Linked DNA regions of Oryctolagus cuniculus: region 1 is linked to region 2. Evidence: chromatin contacts called from public Hi-C data. All regions are on one chromosome and are shown on one strand. The core of a region is the stretch at or near the end of the contact, and the rest is flanking DNA. Distances in the headings are between cores, read along the strand shown.

The links. A called contact is a pair of places that touch in the nucleus more often than the background predicts.
Region 1: a contact with region 2 is called in a Hi-C map of an unstated tissue, with 2.7 times the contacts expected there. The contact joins the enhancer-like site here to the promoter of LOC100350325 in region 2. A contact is called at or near these places in 2 of 6 Hi-C or Micro-C datasets (ear pinna and an unstated tissue).

What each region holds. Positions count from the first base shown.
Region 1 is chr19:7,968,097-7,975,161 of mOryCun1.1, reverse strand. It overlaps LOC100350325 (exportin-6), which reads right to left. Exons shown (of 24, transcript XM_008257959.4): 9 at 6,836-6,945. Among named protein-coding and RNA genes, the nearest start is that of SBK1, 110 kb to the right of the region's middle. Within about 2 kb of position 2,156, at least 1 of the 8 cell types and tissues checked has an H3K27ac peak or open chromatin away from gene starts, as enhancers often do.
Region 2 is chr19:7,892,811-7,899,564 of mOryCun1.1, reverse strand. LOC100350325 (exportin-6) reads right to left here and starts at 4,322. Exons shown (of 24, transcript XM_008257959.4): 1 at 3,778-4,322. The coding sequence starts at 3,780.

The sequences.
Region 1 (7,065 bases), core at 907-3,406, 78 kb before region 2:
GAAGAAATATCCAGGGAAATTAGAAAGGATTTTAAATTGAACCAAAATGTGATAAAGCCAAAGCAATGCTTAGAGGGCAACTGATCAGATTAAATACTTCTATACACAATGGACAGGCATTTGGTGCAGCAGTTAAGCCACTGCTCAGGATACCCACATCCCAGATCAGAGTGCTGGGCTCAAGTCCCAACTCTGCTTCTGATTCCTGCTTCCTGCTTATGCACATCCTGGGAGGGAGCAGATGACGACTCAAGTAGTTGGGTTCCTGTTACCCATGTGGGAGATGCTGACTGAGTTCCAGGCTTCCAGCTTCAGCCTGGCCCAATCCAGATTTGCAGGCATCTGGGAAGTGAACCAGAGGATGGAAGATCTCTGTCTCCAAGCCTCTGTCTCTTGGCCTTTCAAATAAAATTAAAATAAACAACAACAACAAAAAAGCTCTTGTATACACAAGAGAGATAAACCTATACAGCTCACAAGTTCTGAGGATGAAATAAAATTACAAATATAAAGCTAACTACATAACAGATACTCAATAAATACATAATGAGAGTGGGCCTTTAGCCCAGAAGGTAAGATAATGGTTGAAATACCTGCTTACTTGGTGCTGACACTGTGGTGTAGTGGATAAAGCCACTGCCTACACTGCCAGCATCCCATATGGGTGCCGGTTTGATACCCGGCTGCTCCACTTCTGATCCATCTCTCTGCTATGGTCTGGGAAAGCAGTACAAGATGGCTCAAGTCCTTGGGCCCCTGCACCCGCGTGGGAGACCAGGAAGAAGCTCCTGGCTCCTGGCTTCAGATCGGGGCAGCTCCAGCCATTGCAGCCAACTGGGGAGTGAACCAGCAGATAGAAGACCTCTCTCTCTTTCTCTCTCTCTCTCTCTCTGCATCTCCTTCTCTCTCTGTGTAACTCTGACTTTCAAGTAAATAAATAAATCTTAAAAAAAAAAAAACACCTGCTTACCACATTCCTGGGTTTAATGCCCAGGCCAAGCTTTAACTCCAGCTTCCTGGTAATGCAGACCCTGGGAGGTAGCAGGTAATGGCTCAAGTTACTGGTTTCCTGCCATCCTTGTGGGAGAACTAGATTAGGCTCCTGGTTCTGGGCTTGGGCTCTGGCCTAGCCCTGACCATTATGGGCGTTTGAGGAGTGAACTAGAGGATGAGGGTTCTCTCTGTCTCTTTGAGACTCATAAATAAATAAACAGGATGAATAAACAATAAATGAACTGAACCAAAAAAGAATAAACACACAGGGAACAAATAAAATTCCAAGTTAGATAACAACAGACTGAAGCATGATCCTGAATATTGAGTTTTTTTCAACTCAATAAAATAACTAACAGCACATTCACTTGCTCTCTGGGGCAGTCAGCAGCAAGGATCTCTCTTCACAGGAGCTAGAAAGTGATCAGAGCTCTGATGTAAGCCTAGGTAACACCTTCGATCAGCTGAACCAAAATGCCATGTGTGACAGCAGCACTTCCTCTTTAGTAAGCAGAGTGACCCACGCCACAAAGAGAACAGCGACTTTTCTCACGCTCACTCCTCTGTTTACTGCCCAGTGAAATGTCACCCAGAACCACTGTGCCCGCGGTGGCCAGCACCCCCCAGCACTCTCCTGCCGAAGGAGCTCACAGGACATGATGCAATGACTTCAGGCTGCCTCACGCACTCAGGTGTCCTCATCTCCTGTACACCGGCGACTCCCTTCACATTGACAAGCACGAAGGGAAGGGAGTGGCAGAGAACGGGAAAAAACACGTGTTTATGGATGGGGCACCTACTGTCCGTGGGAGTACCCTGTACACACTGATCCCTTCCATTTTCTCAACAGCTTAAGAGGAAGGCACAACCATCCCCAGATAGGAATGGGGAAAAGGAAAACTGAAATCCAGGCCTTGCTACCACCTCAAAATGGCAATCAGGACAATCTAGCCCCCCAGTACTTCTGCTCAGCAGGGTACATGACAGAAGGCTCACCCCAATAACACCACAACTGCAATTCTCTATAGCTCTGGTCAAGAAACGCTGGAACACTCTCAACTGAGCAGGAACAGAGTTAACGACTTCCAAGTTCCTATAACCAAGAATAACCCATGTACATTTGTGCTTCTAAATCTGTAGCCTACAATGCCTACCACTTTGTTGTGATGAATGATGCAAAACCTATAAACCACAAGGGACAGGAACTGAGTGCTGCCTCTGTGACTTAACCACACCTACGTTTCCCAATTAAGACACCAAGAAAACATTTTTGACTGCTTCCTGCAAGATCAGTTGCTTCTGAAATTACAGCTTAAGAGACAAACACTGACTCCCAAAGCATTCCATCTTCTCCCAGATAGATGTCACTAGTTGGAAGCCCTCTGATCACCTCTACAAGCTCTCAGCTAAAATAAACATCACCACCAGCAGCCAGCACTCTTTACCAGTTGCTGTGGCAAAACAGAACTTCTCTGATATACTGGGGTGATTGTCAAGCTTTCAACACTTTCATTTAAAAGCTTTTGAGGAACAGGTGTTTGGCCAGCAGTGAAGTTGCTGCTTGGGAGCCTGCATTCCACAGCAGAGTGCCCGGGGCTGAGTCCCACCCAGCTCTGCTCCCAATTCCAGCTTCCTACTGAAGAGCACCCTGGGAGGCAGCGGGAAAGCCGAGTGACTGGGTCCTTACACTCCTGTGGGTGATCTGCAGCGGGTTCCCAGCCCCTGGCATCAGGTTGGCCCAGCCACTGTGGGCTTCTGGGGAACAAGCTCAATGGAAGCACTGCTCTCTCTCTCACTTGTACACTCTCACACACATATTTAAAAAAGGTTTGAGCACATCTACATACATATGTAACATAAGGGTGACCCAAAATACATGATAAAGATTTATTTATTTGAAAAGTAGAGAGAGGGACAGAGAGATAGAGAAAAAGAGAGAGAGAGAAAGGGTAAAGGGGGGGGAGGGGGTTCCATCCACTGTTTCCTTCCCCAAATAGCAATGGCGGGGGTAGGCCAGGCTGAAGCCAAGACTCTGGAACTCCATCCAGTTCTTCCACATGGGTGTCAGGGACCCAAGGTGCACCAGTAGGGAGCTCGATCAGAAGTATAACATGGGGCCTGTGCCATGGCTCACTTGGTTAATCCAAAGCCTGCAGCGCCAGCATCCCATATGGGCGGCAGTTCGAGTCCCAGTTGCTCCTCTTCGAGTCCAGCTCTCTGCTGTGGCCTGGGAAGGAAGGCAGTGGAGGATGGCCCGAGTGCTTGGGCCCCTGCACCCACATGGGAGACCAGGAAGAGGCACCTGGCTCCTGGCTTCGGAATGGCACAGCACTGGCCGCAGCGGCCATTTGGGGAGTGAGCCAATGGAAGGAAGACCTTTCTCTCTGTCTGTCTCTCCCTCACTGTCTATAACTCTACCTGTCAAATAAAAAAATAAAAAAATAAAAAAAGGAAGCGTAACACCCGAGGCTCAAACTGGCATTCCAATACAGGATGCCGGCTTTGCCAGCAGCAGCTTAACCTATTGTGCCACGCCAGCCCCCTAAAAATTTATTATAAGCTGAAGCTCAAATATTTCCTCTGTGCAGCCCAGTGGACTGACACCCACATTTTTGCAATCTCCTTCCCTAGACTACTAGGGAGTGCCTGACAGGACAAGCAGTTCACATGCTGGTCACCCCGTAACAGCAAAAACCACAAACCAACTCTGAAGAGTTTTTTACTTTGCTTACTAAAGGTATAAAACTGTTATACAGAAGTATATGCTTAAAAAAAACCTAGTGAGAAAAATTTCAAAGTCTCATTTAGAATGATAGTCAAATGATCAGTGGGAAACAATCATCGTGTTTAAAGCAGTTCAGCCTGCACCACTAACAAAAACCATGGCAGCAGAACAGATGCCTGGGCAAGCAGGCCAGCACCTGCAAGTGGCTACTGGCCTTTTAACTGTCCACAGGCCTTGTCCCTTAACTCCTGCACAGCCAGGGGACAATAATTTCTATTACTTACTGCTGCTGGTATCACCACGGCAACAGGCAGACACTGAGCCAGGGATTTTAGATACAGGGCTTCCTTAAATCCTGACCACCCGACAGGAGCGGTATTAGCATGTCTCCCTTGCCAGGGGAAATGTGACCAGCATATGACTTGAGCAGAAGCAGACAAGGCGTCTCATCTCTCTAGACTACTGCCAGTTCTACTGGCACAGTGGTCTGCACTAGTGTGCACTTCATACTAACAGGCTGCTGCTGCGGATTTTCTCAATGGAACTATATTCTTCACACCTCCCATTCCTACAGTGCTTTAAAAAGCATTTTCATAGTAATCATTTCTTCAGTTGATTCTCTCAACAAGCCTGTGCAATCTGGAAGCTATATGTATTTACTACTAAATATAGAAAAATCAGGCACAAACACAGGAGTAAAAGACATACCTGTTCAGCATACAAGAAAAATATATGGGTGGAAGTACCTTTTAGTCAACAACTCATTCAAAAACAAAATTGCTTAAGTTGGCCACTTCACCAAAAACAGGATCTACTATTGTGTAACAGTATCTGATACAGGAACACAGAATGCTAGCATTAAGCACATGTGAACGGAAACCATAGCAACTGGGAAGCTATTCTGCAATCACAAAAATAATGTTTGAGAACTAGCACCCAAAAACATGCTTAAATTTGCAATGCAAATATCTCTTTATCTTAACAAGTCACAGAACCACAGCTTTGAAACGGCTGTAGATGTGCGTCTGATCTCTCTCCCAGGGGGAGTCTCTCATCTCCAGCCCACTCCATTCGGCACATTTCTGGGGCAACAGTGTTCACTAACTCCACCACCAAAGACTGAGCACTTGCAATGTGCCAAGTGGTCTAAATATGCTATTTCATTATTTCATTGAATGTCTCAACAATTATTATCATCCTCCCCTTTTTACAAATGACAACACAGAAGATCTCAGTGGCTACACAGAAGCTACAAACACAGAATTCAGACCAAGGGCTGCCTGAAATGCAGTGATGGCATCCACACTATTCTAACCCCCTCACCCATTGAACATGTCTCACACACAGTGACCACTTAATCTGACTGCTCTTACAAATATTGTGCTGGGCCAGCAGTGTGGTGCAATATGTTAAGCCACCACCTGCAACACCAGCATCCCAGATGAGCCCTGGTTCAGGTCCCAGCTGCTCCACTTTAGGTCCAGTTCCCTGCTAATGCACCTGGGAAAGCAGTGGAGGATGGCCTTAGTGCTTGGGCCCCTGCACTCACGTGGGAGGCTCAGATGGAATCCTGGTCTCCCGGCTTCAGACTGGCCTTGCCCCTTCCATCGTGGACATTCAGGAAATGAACCAGGAGATAGAGGATTTCCCTCTCTCTTTTTCTCTGTACCTCTGCCTTTCAAATAAATAACTCTTTAAAAATACATACATACATACACACATACTGTGCAAAGAAGCAAGAATCATGCCCAAACTGAGTAAGATCTGCAGACCCTCTTAAGTACAATAAAGTGCCTTGGGCTAGATTACTTAGTACTCTCCGACTCTTACTGCACATGTATACTACAAATCCAAGAGCTGGGTTTAATTTACATGGAAACCACTCTGCACCTACAACGTAAAAGACAGCGTTTTGTCTCCTTCCTAACTGCCCTCATCCTGAGGATATGATGTATGTGTCTCACTAAGAAAAGCAGCCATTTTACTTCCTCCCTAAGTGGATCCTTCCTTTATTTTCCTAGCATGCTGAATCTCCAATTTCCCCTCCCTCTTGTCAACACACAGGGAGTACTAAGATCATATTGTACAGGAAACATATTTTCTGCCTGCAAGCAAGAAAAATGGACTTCAGAAACACAAGGGGTAACCAAATCTCTCCCCATTTTCTGTATTAAAAAAATACAATAGGGGCTGGCACCATGGCTCACTTGGTTAATCCAAACCCTGCAGCACCGGCATCCCATATGGGCGCCAGATTCTGTCCCGGTTGCTCCTCTTCCAGTCCAGTTCCCTGCTGTGGCCCGGGAAGGCAGTGGAGGATGGCCCAAGTGCTTGGGTCCTGCACCCACGTGGGAGACCAGGAGGAAGCACCTGGCTCCTGGCTTCAGATCGGCACAGCTCCGGCTATAGCAGCCATTTGGGGGGGTGAACCAACGGAAGGAAGACCTTTCTTTCTCTCTCTCACTGTCTAACTCTGTCAAATAAATAATAATTTAAAAAATACAATAAAAAGTACAAGAGATTATCTCAAAAGTGTGTGATTATAGGTTAAATTCTTTACATCTTCCTATGCATCTTTTCTTAGTTTTAACAATAAATATATTTTTTCATGACAGGTATTTACTAATTTATTTAGGAAGTTTTCAAACACATACGAAAAGAAAAAGAACACAGTAAGCCCAGTTCCTAGCAGGCAACTTTCATATCATGATCAAGCCAGGGCCAGCTCTGCCTCTTCTACACACCACCACTTCCCTTCCTACCCCAATGGGTTATTTTAAGCAAACCCCAGATGTCACATCATTTCATCCAATAAATGTAGGTACTTATTTGTATCTCTAAAATAAGGGCCTTTAAAAAAAGTAACATACCACAAAAGCAATATCACACTTTAAAGGTTAACAATATATATTACTTTTTTAATCAGAAAAAAAGTTAAGAAAATAGGATATTTAAAAGACAAAAACAAAGAAGATACTCAGTAGTATCACTGCCCAGACAGCGCCCGTGGCCCAGTCTCACTGGACAGGTCTGGTCGCACTGCAGGCTGCCCTTTCAGGCCACAAGAGTAAGTGGTGACAATGACTATCTCTAGTCATCAGTGTTTCTGGGGTTTACCTGTTGAGAACTGCTTCCTTGTCTCCCAGACGACTTTTAATTTTACTTGTCAGATAGTCCAAAAAGAGCGTCCAGATATCCAAACAAGAGAAGTAACCTTCATGAGTAGGCTATGGTACAAAAGAAATCCAGACAATGAGATTACTTCATGCAACTATTCTTCAGAAACACACACACCAGTGTTCATTTCCACCAGAATGGTGAAACCGTAAGCCTAGACTCCCTTAGTT
Region 2 (6,754 bases), core at 3,073-5,572:
CTTTCCCAGGAGGCAGCACAGCGACTTGGAAGAGCAGGGGCTTGGAGTGGAGCACCCTGGGTTCCATGCCGCCCCACCACTCCTTCAACAGGCATCCTAAGCAGGTCTGTCAATCTCCCCTCTGGCAGTAACAGCAATCATATAACCTAGCCAGGTTAGTGTGGTTAAATAATACTGAGTAACTAAAAGGAAAAGCAGTAATGAAAAACAGCTAGCACATCAAAGATGCTTAATAAACAGTTTTCATTATGCTACACCATTTTCAAGTCTTAGTAGAGTTGAAGTTTTAAGAAGATGATACCAAAAGGGTTGAAACTTGGGGCCGGCACTGTGGTGCAGCAGGTTAACGCCCTAGCCTGGGGCGCCGGCATCCCAAATGGGCACCAGTTCAGGACCGAGCTGCTCCAATTCTGATCCAGCTCTCTGCTGTGGCCTGGGAAAGCTGCAGAAGATGCCCCAAGTCCTTGGACCCCTGCACCCATGTAAGAGACACAGAAGAGGCTCCTGGCTTCAGATCGGCGCAGCTCCAGCCGTTGCAGTCAATTGCGGAGTGGACCATCAGGTGGAAGACCTCTCTCTCTCTCTGTCTCTACTCACTCTGTGTAACTCTGAATTTCGAATAAATAAATAAATCTTTAAAAAGGGGGGGGGGGGGGGGCTGAAACTTGGAAAGACATTGTGGCACAGTGGTTAAGTCACCACTAGGGAACCCAGCATTCCATGTCAGAGTGCCTGGGATGGGATTGCGCCTCTGCTTCCCACGCAGGTTCCTGTTAATATGTACCTTGGAAGGTAGTAGGTTGCGACTCAAGTACTTGGGTCCCTGTCACCTACATAGGAGACTTGACCTGTCCCCTGCCCCTCTCTGTCACTTTGCCTTTCAAATACATAAAAATAAACTTTTTTCAAAAAGGTTTAAATTTATGCCAACTAATACTTTTAAAACTGTTGGGGCCAGCACTGTAGCGTAGTAGGTTAAGCCTCCGCCTGCATCCCATACAGGCTCGTTAAGAGTCCCGGCTGCTCCACTTCCAATCCAGCTCCCTGCCAATGCACCTGGGAAAGCAGTGGAAGACGGCCTGAGTCCTTGGGCCCCTGCATCCATGTAGGTGACCTAGAAGAAGCTCCAGGCTCCTGGCTTCAGATCAGCCCAGCTCCAGCTGTTGCAGCCATTTAGGGAGTGAACCAGCGGATGGAAGATCTTTCCATCTCTCCCTCTCTCTCTAACTCTCTCAAATAAATTAAGTAAATCTTAAGGAAAAAAAAAAAGACTCTAGAAGCCACCTCTTTTAAAAAAAAAAAAAGAAAGAAAGAAAGAAAAATCATTAAGGCAGTAAGCAATGGAAAGGAAAAAAGTTCTTGGAATACACAAATAGCTATGATTTCAGGGAAAAGACCCTGCTCCTAAGAAACAAAAAAAAAAAAAGACAATGGCTTCCTTGCCTTTGACAGACAAGGCCTGTCCCACCCAAACCCCTGACTCTGTGCACTACACACAATGACCATCACCATCTTAATCACTTTACACACACTGTAGCCACCTGCTGTGTATGTAAATGAGATCTAGGTTACAAAAACCTTGACTTGAAACTTACCTCCAAAAAAAAAAAAAAATGTCAGGGAGGTCATGAAGTCAGCAACTTTACAATTAATTACTCAGTAGTTGGGAAAGGCGTTTGGCACAGATGCCACTTGGGATGCCCACATCCCATACCAGAGTATCTGAGTTACAGCCCTGCTCTGCTCCCGATTCCAGCTCCCTGCTAATGCACACCCTGGAAGGCAGCAGCTGGTGGCTCAAGTACTTAGGTCCCTGCCACACACACCCGAGTTTGGAGACCCGGATGGAGTCCAGCTGCTGCCAGCACTTGGGGAGTGAGCCAGCAGACAGACACACGCACGCTCCTGCACGTGCTCACACGTTCCCTCGCTCCCTAACAAATAAAAGAAATAACGATTTTGTAAGCGCTCACTGCCAATTCAAGTGAACTCTGAATACAAGGGATCTCGGCTAGCTCAGCCAATGAACTTTCGTCGGAGGGTCCTACGGCAAAGTTCTCAGTTCCCGAGGGGAGGACCGGGTCCTGCCTTGTTCTCCGATGCGTTCCCAGGGCCCGGCATCCAGGAGAGCTGCACACCCACACTCACAGCACCACTATTCACGAGAGCCAAGAGGTGGACGCATGCCGGAACACACTGAGGGACGAATGGATAAACAAAACGTGGCACGTACACACAATGGAATTCAGCCTTCAAAAGGCAGGAAATGCTGACACAGGCTACGGCATGGATGAAGCCTGAAGACGCTATGCCAAGCGAAATCGGCCTGCCTCCAAAGGATGAACACTGCCAATGATGTGAGAGGCACCTACAGTAGCCAATGCAGAGAAACAGAAAGTAAAGATGGTGGCTGACACGGCCTGGGGGAGAGGGTCTCTTGGGTGCAGGTGCAGAACTGCACACTTTTGTGGGATGAAACAACTGCCGGACGTACGGCGGGCGTGACTGCGACTGCGGGCAACACGTCTGCACGTAACGCCACCGATCGGCACACTTACAACCGTACATCCTGTGTTGTCCATATTCTACAGTTCAGAAACAAAACCAAAACATATTGGTGGAAATAAAAAAGGAGTGAGTACTACTTTCACCAATCGCTGAATGCTAATATAATTTGCAGACTTCTTATCTCCACACTTCATAGAAGAGGAAATTGGAACTCAAAGAGCTTAACTGCTCTGTCACTACACACAGTGTGTGTGTGTGTGTGTGTGTGTGTAGTAGACTATGTAAGGCATACACGCATCACAGGGGTCTTCTACCCAGCTGGTTGTGAACCCCGCGAGAACACCATGCCTCTTACTACACCCAGGGCCCAACAACACTTTGAGAATCCACTGGCCTGAACACCTGCATCACAAAAGCTCGAACTCCAACCTTTTCTCTACCACCCACTAACAGGGCAGGGACAAAATGGGTGGCCCTGAGAACCGTTCTGTCCCCGGAAGTGTTCAAACAGGCTGAGCAATGGTGGGGCTTGCTGTATGCCAGGAGCCAGGGCAGATCCAATGCACACAATTTTATCTCACAGAGGGCTCAGTCTAGAGCAGCAGATAAGGCTCAGAAAACAATCCCAATTACAAAAAAGCCAAATGCTGAACAGAGGTGCGAGCCAACCGTGAAGGCAGCAAGGCGAGCGTCAGTGGATGTGCAAGGTCTGGAAGGATAGACTGTCCCTGGTCCTACAAGGTGCAAGGCAACGGCACACAGCAGCCTGTGGAGGGGTAGGGATCCCTGCCTTTGAGTCATCCGGGTCCCCAGTCATAACCTGGTCCAGCTCTGCGCGCTCTTATAGAACAGAACCTCTGAAATCGCACCGCCTCCCTTCAAATCCTGCCCCTGTCACTCAAGTGTCACCTGTCCCCGACTGGCCTCAAGTCTCCCCACTTATGAACACAAGGGTTGATGCGCTCACTAAATAATGCCCTGTCCACTTACTCCGCATAGGGCCTGGCCAGAAATACACGCTAGCCTTTGTCACGACGAGCCGCACGGCGGGAGAGGCCCACCCCCAGCAGATGCAAGGGCCCAGGCAGTCCCGAGCCACCCCGCGGGTGGGGGGGATGGGCGCGCACAGCCGGGGCTTGCACACCCTGCACGCATGTGTCACCGGCCAGCCTCGGCACGCGCCTCTCCCCCGCCCCGAAGGCAGAAGCGATGGCTCAGCAGCTCCGGGGCCCACTCCTGCCCCCCACCCCCGGCTCCCACCCCACTTACCATGCTGGCCGGGGGAGGGGCGGCTCAGGTGAGCTGGTTCGTGGGCTTCGGACACGTCCCGCTCGCACAGTTCAGGTCATGGTCCCGGCAGGCTCGGGAAGTCCCCGCCCGTGCAAACACAACCCCTTCCCCACCCGGGCCCCCTCTATGAAGAAGAGCAAGGCCTCCCGGTCCGCCTCATCGGGGGTCCCCGGGACAATTCATCCAGACCCTCCCTTCCCTCCCCAAGGAAACTGAACAAGCAGGAAATGGGGCTCCGAGGGCACCAGCTCGGGGGCCCCCCGCCCGGGCCCGACCCCCGAGAGGGGGAGGCTACGGGCCCAGGCAGGGGCTCCCCGGAGCCGCGGACAGAGGCGGCGTCGGCGGGCCCGGCCCCGAGGCTAAAGGGGCGGAGGCTGAATTGGGCCTCGGCGGCGCGGCACGGCCCGGGCGGCCGGCTCAGGGAAGAGGCCCACAGGCCCGCGCTGTCCTCACCGCTTCAGCCCACACGGCCGCTACCGCCACCCCCCAGAGCATCCCTGCGCGCTCCCGCCCCAGAGCCGCCCGCTCGCGCCGCGCGGCCGCCCCCGACCAACAGCCCCAGCGCGCCGGAAGTGGCGAGCTCCGGGCGGCCCCACAGCACCGCCGCCGGGCTGCGGCGCTGGAACCGGACCAATCCGGAATCGACGAGGGGCCGGGCAGGGGGCGGGGCCGCACCTGACGGCTCCCACTGGCCCCGCCTCCTGTGGCTCCGCCCCCTACGCCCGCGGTGCGGGCCTGGCGGCCATCTTGGTAAAGGGAGCCAAGGGCGGCCATCTTAGTAAAGGGGCGGTTTCTCTTTCGCTTCGCTTGCTCATTCATTCTGCAAATCTTTATGGAGCGCCCCTTGTGGGTTGAGCACCGGGGTCACAGCTTGGCGGTGCACAGCCTCTGCGCCGCTGGAGCCTCAGTTCATTTAGTCCACTTACAATCCAGCTATGCCGTGGCCCACAGGCCCAGCTGTTGGTGCTAAGACTAGAAATTGTCAAGGAGCATAATTACAGCCATTTATATTTCTACTCTGGGCTGTGGATTCCTAGTACAGAAGGTTTGTTGAAAACAATAGCCTTTTTAGAATGTTGTTAATGGGGCCGGTGCTGTGGTGTAACAGGTAAAGCCAGTCCTGCAGTGCTGGCATCCCATATGGGCACGGGTTCAAGACCCGGCTGCTCCACCTCCGATCCGGCCCTCTGCTGTGGCCTGGGAAAGCAGTGGAAAATGACCCAAGTGCTTGGGCCCCTGCACCCGCATGGGAGACCTGCAAGAAGCTCGTGGCTCTTGGCTTCAGATTGGCTCAGCTCTAGCCATTGAGGCTATTTGGGGAGTAAACCAGCAGATGGAAGATCTCTCTCTCTCTCTCTCTGCCTCTCCTTCTCTCTCTGTGTAACTCTGACTTAAAAAAATAAATGAATAAAATGTTAACAAGAGGTAAACAAAACTTGGACAGTCCCTTCTCTTTGTTAGCCCTATGAATAAATTAATTGTAGAAATGAGTGCTTTGAGTGTCACGAACAAAGCAAACACATAACGGGGGGAGGGCAGACAGAAAGTGGAAGGGAAGAGCTGAAGCCAGCTGAGACCTGCAGGCAGCGTGGGCACAGCCAGAGGAACAGCACCTGCCAAGGTTCTGAGAGGGCAAAGAATGCAGGATCTTAACCCCCACCTCCCCACCACCCTCTTCACCTGTGGAAGTGCCGAGTTTAGGAAATAGGAAGAAAACATCCCAAACAGCTGATGCCGAGCCTTGGGCTGTGCCTCCTGCAAACCTATATAACCCAATGGCTCTCAGAATCACCTGGAAGGCCAGTTAACACAGGTGGTAGGGGGCAGTAGGTATTTGGCATAGCTGCTGAGATCCTACCTGAGATGCCCACATCCCATATCTAAGTACCTCGGTTTGATTGCCTGTTCTGGCTTCCTGCTGACACATATCCTGGGAGAAGGCAGGTGATGGCCAAGTATTTGGTCTGCCACCCCCATGGGAGACTAACTGTTGTGGGCATTTGGGAGTGAACCAGCAAATGGGAGCATGTTTATTTCTCTCTTTTTCTCTCTCTCCCCCTTTCTTTGTCTGCCATTCAAATAACTTAAAAATAAGTATTTTCTTTTTTTGACAGGCAGAGTGGACAGTGAGAGAGAGAGAGAGGTCTTCCTTTGCCTTTGGTTCACCCTCCAATGGTCACCGTGGCCTGCGCGCTGCGGCCGGCGCACCGCGCTGATCCGATGGCAAGGAGCCAGGTGCTTCTCCTGGTCTCCCATGGGGTGCAGGGCCCAAGCACTTGGGCCATCCTCCACTGCACTCCCTGGCCACAGCAGAGAGCTGGCCTGGAAGAGGGGCAACTGTGGGGAGCAATCCGGACTAGACTGAGTTACTGGAATTAAGACTTATTCTATGCATCTGCTCTCCCACAATATGGCGCTGGGAGAGAAGTAAACAGCTTCTGCACAGCTGCCTCCAGTTCAACCAATAAACTGTAGGACTTGCTCCTGATTGGAGGAGAGCAGCGTACTCGGCGTGTGGGCAGCCGAGTTGGGATTGGCAGAGGAGGACTATAAAGGAGGAGAGAGACGGCATGCACCAGGAACATCTAAGGGAACACCTGTGCAGCCCCCAGAGAGCCGGCCGGCGGTGTGCCGCTCCCCTGCGGAAGTGGGGAATGTGGCCAGGGGGAACTGCCCTTCCACGGAGGTGGAAGGGACAGTAGCCAACCCGGGAAGAACCAGCAGCAAACCCGGGGAGGGCCGAGCAGACGAAAGAACAGCGCAGGGTCCTGTGTCGTTCCTCCACGAAGAGGGGGAGCGACAGGCAACCAGGACAGAATCCGGCGCCCAACCAGGACTAGAACCTGGTGTGCCAGCACCGCAAGGTGGAGGATTAGCCTATTGAGCCGCGGCACCGGCTAAGTATTTTCTTTAAGACATTCATTCGGTGTGTCTGGGATGGGGCCTAGTAGTCCAC